2 separate regions of the Mus musculus genome follow, and region 2 is linked to region 1. The links are chromatin contacts, called in public Hi-C maps. All regions are on one chromosome and are shown on one strand. The core of a region is the stretch at or near the end of the contact, and the rest is flanking DNA. Distances in the headings are between cores, read along the strand shown. Region 1 overlaps Gm35242 (a long non-coding RNA gene). Region 2 has its middle 15 kb from the start of Gm35332.

What was found. A called contact is a pair of places that touch in the nucleus more often than the background predicts.
Region 2: a contact with region 1 is called in a Hi-C map of the C2C12 cell line, with 3 times the contacts expected there. The contact joins two enhancer-like sites. A contact is called at or near these places in 11 of 484 Hi-C or Micro-C datasets (the C2C12 cell line, cumulus cells, embryonic fibroblasts and 6 more) and 4 of 115 datasets of contacts at active chromatin or transcription factors (embryonic fibroblasts, fibro-adipogenic progenitors, heart atrium and 1 more).

What each region holds. Positions count from the first base shown.
Region 1 is chr1:90,651,429-90,654,223 of GRCm38.p6, forward strand. Gm35242 (a long non-coding RNA gene) reads left to right here. Exons shown (of 3, transcript XR_387261.3): 3 at 941-2,513. Among named protein-coding and RNA genes, the nearest start is that of Gm35242, 3.7 kb to the left of the region's middle. Within about 2 kb of position 1,388, at least 19 of the 459 cell types and tissues checked have an H3K27ac peak or open chromatin away from gene starts, as enhancers often do. A contact at or near this core is called in the C2C12 cell line and embryonic fibroblasts, where this site is marked.
Region 2 is chr1:90,717,976-90,720,770 of GRCm38.p6, forward strand. No RefSeq gene overlaps it. Among named protein-coding and RNA genes, the nearest start is that of Gm35332, 15 kb to the left of the region's middle. Within about 2 kb of position 1,411, at least 44 of the 459 cell types and tissues checked have an H3K27ac peak or open chromatin away from gene starts, as enhancers often do. A contact at or near this core is called in the C2C12 cell line and embryonic fibroblasts, where this site is marked.

The DNA.
Region 1 (2,795 bases), core at 138-2,637:
TTAGGCTGTCCCCTCCTCTCCCTCCTCCAGTACTGGCTACCCATCCCCCATATCCTCTGCTAACATGCAGATGACCCAGGCAAAGGGCCTCTCACCCTTGCTTCTGCACCAGATCTGCCACCGTCCACCACACAGATCTCTGCCGTCTCTAGAAACAGGACCTCACTCAGACCAGCATCTCCATGTGCCCACAATCAGAGTCCAAACCTTCCTAGGCTTTTGGAGCAATGGGGTGGAAAAGGTTTTGGGAGAGAGGTGAAGCCCACAGCAAGGATGGGTAGCTGATGGAAACACAGCCTGTCTGCAAGAACAAGAGAACAGGAGGATTCTTACAGCCATGTTAGCTTCACATGCTGGCCTTAAAGGGGTGACTCATTCAAGGCCAATGGAACTGGGTGGCTGTTGAAAGGGACACTTAAACTACTACCCCAAGCCAGAGAGGACAGGCAACACTCCAGGACCCCACAGTAGTGACTTTATAATGGCTACTTTCTCTGTCCTTCTCCCACCCCAAGTCTGTCTGAGTGCTCCCCAGGGCCTCAGGGAGCTGGTGTGTCTCCTCCAGGCTTCCAGCAGTCTCTAGATGAACCATTACTGTCCCCAGGAAACTGGGCCAGGCAGCCAATGTGGGAGTAGGAATAGGGCCAGGCAGTCTGGCCCTGCAGCTGGCAAGGAGAGCAACCTTTACCAGGCTCTAGATTGTACTGGGTGCTCTTAGATCTAAAATGCAAGTGGGGCTTATCATATGGGAAAATTCTTCATAAATCTGCGCACATGTGCGCGCACGCACACAAACACACACATGTAATCGGACTGTGAGATGCCAGCTGCACACAGCTGGAGCGATATTCCCAAGACAGCAGATGCTGGGAACCTCTGAGGGCTCTCCCAGGATGGCCTTCCCTTCTGGACACCCCTCCTTTCTTTGCCTTATATTCAGAACCCCAAATTAGAGAGGAAGCCTTGTGTCAGCACCCAAGTCAGATGAGAAATGGCTCATGGAAGGAGCACCACATGACGTCCTGGAGTTACCCAGAAGAACAGCAAGTAAGGGACCTTAAAAGGACCCTCGCTACAGGCAGGCACCTCCATGTCCATTTGGTGCCCTGTGTGGAAGCCTTCTGGATCAGCGGGCCTGGAGTTCAATGATGATGGAGCTAGACAGACCTTAGAGCTGAGGAAGCTGCTCTGGGCAAGCAGGGACTATGGAAGCTTCTATGCCAGTCTGAGAACTGTGCGGGCATCCATCTGGGTGGGAGCTGGTGTATCCAGATGGTTTCCATTTTTCTGGGTAACCTTGGAAAACGTGAATCAGAAGGTGGCCACGCTGCCCACAGCTGCAGTGGGGGGCAGGGGGATACTGCCTGTGAGTCACAAGCTAGGCTCTCCAGAGCTGTTTTCCACATGTCCATCTAGGGGACAATTCTCTACTGGCAGTTCAATTTCTTCAGTCCCCTGTTTTCTTAGGACCAGGGTGAGTGATATGTTTGCTCTCAGTGAAATGACAACCTTGTGGCATCACCCCCAGCACACTTCTGGAACTGATGAGTCCAGCCTTGATGTCCTGGGCAAACCAGAGAATAGATTAATCCTTTCAGGGCACAGCACAGTCCCAGAAGGCACCACTTGACCCATCTCTCAGGAGAAAGCAAAGGTGAGGGCCTTCAATGTAGAAGTCCATTTTCAAACTCTCTAAGAAGACTCTCTGCTCCTGAACACTGCCCATTGCATTCCTGATCCTACTCTCCTAGTCCAGACTTAAAGAGACCCTAGCTTTCATACAGCCTGCATCTTTCTACCGTGGTGGCCACAGAGAAGTAGGCACAGCACCCCAGAATGAGGGGCTGAGTACCCCCCAGCACGGGGCAGTGCAGCCCAAGGTCCCTACAATCCAAATCAGGTTTCTCACAACTACTGGGATTCTGTGCTCTTCTAAGAGGGGAGGCATTGTCACTGCCTCCTGGGCCACTGTGATACCTGCTTTTGGCACAGTCCCACACTGTCATCACCCATCCTGTTAAAGTCCTAAGAAATGAGCAGTCTCCTTGACCACACTGACGCAGAGAAAACAGACCCAGGAAAGAAGAGATCTGTCTGCATGGGTCACCTAGTAAGCAACAGGGTCAGGACCCAGGACCAGGGGCCTCCGAGTCACAGGTCCTATGTAATCCCTGCCACTCTCTCCTTCCTCCAGCCCTCCTTGGCTAACTCTTCCCTGTAGCAACACTGACTGCCACTGTACCAGGTGAACACTGTCTCTAGAGCTCTGACTTCTTCCTGTTGTTTCTCTCTGAGAGCTCCTTCCTGGGACAACATTGCCTCAGCACCTCTGGGTTCTGCGTGGCTTCGAACACAAGGGAAGACAGTTTGTCCTGATTGCAGAGAGAAATGGCGTGCACTGCGGCAGGCCAGACAGATTCCTTCTATCATTTAGAGAGACAGCTGTCAAACACGGTCATTGTTGAAATGTAACCAGGCACACTTATAATTAAACGACTTATCAATAAAGACCGCAATTCCTCTGAGCTTAGCGCTTTTTGATTATTCCATTATCAATCACTCAGGTGTTGTATCCTGTGTGGAATGCTATCCTTTGGGCATGACAGAAATCACAGTTTTAGCCAAAATGCCTATGAATATTGGCACGAGAGCATCCATAAGCTCAGGCCTATTGGCATGCTCCCACAGAAGGAAAGCTTGGAGGTGGGGTCATCAGACCCTTCACAAGGGCGGACTTCTTGATGTTCCTTGTAGAAGGAGGTCTGGGGAGGTCACCAAGCTCTTACCTCAAACTC
Region 2 (2,795 bases), core at 161-2,660, 67 kb after region 1:
ACAGATAATAGTCAAAAACTCTCTTGGTTTCCTTCAAATTATCATCTGAGTGTGACCAGACCATCACATGCATGAATTTACATCAGCTGTGGAAGCCTGTATAAGAACTACACAAGATCAATCCAGTCACCATTCTGAAGTGGAGAAGAGGGCACTAAAGGCCCCCCGCCCATGCCTGAGGAACTATTGGGATTTAACAGCTGCTGAGGAAGGGAGAATCCATTTTCTTTAAGGATTAAGGATGCAGTCCCTGTTAGCATTACCATGCTTCCGTGGGTTGCCCCATACCCAGAAGTATATTGGCAGCACAATTTAGACTAAGTAAATTATTGGGAAAAAATAGGACCTAAAGTCGGTGGTGTGGTGTGTGGGGTAGACATGAAAGGGGTTAAGAGGAGGAGTAGGGGTGTGGTTATCAAAATATATTGTATACATATTTGAAACTCTCAAAGGACTAATAAAATATTCTATGAAAACCCATGTGGAATAGAGGTGCTCTTACTCCCTAGGAGGTTCCATCTAGGAAAACATAAGTCTTAGACATGTCCGCTGGCATTTAGAGATGAGCCAGTCCTAGAAATGCTGCTCTGGATGCTCACCTGAAACAGACCTGACCCAGTGGAGGCCCGCTGGGGCATACACTGTCCGAAGCAACCGTTAAACTGTGCCTCTGAGTTAGCCCTCAAGGTCAAGTGCTTGGCCTCCCAGAGCCGTATGTACAAGAAACAATTTATCTGTTCTATTTAGTCTGTTTTTCTAATGAACCTCTCGCTCTTGCTTTTTGTTTGTTTCCAAGGTATCCACTGTTACACAGTCATGACTTTTTATAAACCCATCAAGCCAGGCCTGATGTGGCCACCAATGAGTAATGTATACATGTTGTGTGTTTGAGCTGGAGTTGCTAAGTCATTTTTCACAGAAGGTTCCCTTAGAATCACTAAGGCCAGAAGAGAGCTGTGGGTTCAAAGTCCCAAAGAACAGATGGGATACATCCAAAGCCTCCCGAAGAGCTGCATACTTGGGCTCTTTCTGTGTGTGGAAAGTGACTCATTTATTAAATTATCCTGAAGTCCTAAAACAGTCTGAGCCCCACACCCACCTCCACCAACTTCAGACAGGAGGGGAGCAATGGCCTCTGGTTCTTACAGGACGGCAGTGAGTCATGCCGGTACTTGGCTGTGGGGTCCACTTTTGTTAAGTGTGCGGGACTGGGTTTTCCTTCCACACCCAAGTCTATTTATTGCCCCAGGAGCATGAGAAGGTATGAGAATAAAGACCTCCAATTTGTTCCGAATCTAAAAATCAAGTGGTTGAACTGTGCTTCTAAATGTTCAAATGTACAGCCAGACTTCATGAACTAAATCTAACCGCAAGTTGGGTGCATGCCAAAACCTTTTTCAGCATGATGAAAACCCCTGACTCTTCCTTGTAAGGGTGGATATGGTGGCTTTTCAGGAGAGGAGTCCACACAGAGCTGAGAGATGGTTCAGAAGGTGACAGGCTCACTGCACAGGCATGGGGACATAAGTTCAGATTCTCAGCACCTGCATCATGATGCCAGGCAGGGTGGGATGGCACATGTCTGCATTCCCATTGCTGGGGCATGGAGACAGGAGGGTCCCCCTAGGCTTTCTGGCCAACCTTTCTATATAAGGTAGCAAGCACAAGACTTCAGTGAGAGACCTGGTCTCAAACTGAAGAAGCAATAAAAAATACATACTGACAGACACCAGTCTCCGCTTCTGTGTGCACCCACCCATACCAACACACACACACAGAGAGCCCACTCAACCCCCACAAAGCCCACATAGTTACAAAGTGTTAGGGAAGGTTCTGCCATCTTCCCATCCTGAGTTTAAATCAAGAGCCAGTTCTAAGGGTTTAGCCTTTGAAAAACCTTTACAATTGAACATGCCATTCACAGAATGTGTTGTCTTTGCTCTGTGCCTCGTGTCCCCAGAACAGAGGGTTGGGAGGCTAATCTCATGTCCTATTTTCTTGCTGCTACATTCCTGAGTATGTATAGCATCCCATGTATGGTGGCTGGTCAACACACAGCAGTTAAAGCAATAACTGAATTCAGGTGTTGCTACATATCACAAAAGGAGTTTGGAGCTATCCACAGCTCCTCAGGTGCTGTCTCCTTTAATGTTAAAGACAGTATAAAAGTGAGTCTTCCATCTCCTTCACAAACCACAAAGCTGATATTTGAGGGACTAAGCAACCGCCCTGGAGGGTACAGCCAGGAGCTCCAGGCTTTGACATGGAGCCAGCAGCCAAAAGAGAAGATTTCTGGAAATGGACCAAGCCATCCTCAATGGATTAGGCAGACTCCTCTAGAGGAACAGAACCAATATGTACATGTGTATATATGTGTGTATGTGTGTGCATACACACAAAGGAACTCATTAGAGTGATTATTTATACAACCATCTGCACTCTGGAGAAGCTGTGAACACCCACGCGAACACTCATGCACACGCACACGCAGACACACACACACACACACACACACACACACACACACACACAACTTCAAGCACTACTGGCTTTGTCTATGTCTTTGTAATGTTGACTAAATAAATATTATCTGGATTGCCTTTTTGTTTAAGGGACCTCTTTTTCTTGGGGAAACAGATCTTCAGGTTGTTGTTTGTTTGTTTGTTGTTTTTGTTTTTCTGGGACTGAACTGGCCTTACATCCTTCAACACTTAGACAAGGAAGAGCTCTCAAGGATAAGAGGCCAAAAGACCCTCCCACAAATCAAAGTCAGGCCTCTGTGCCTGGCTGGGCTG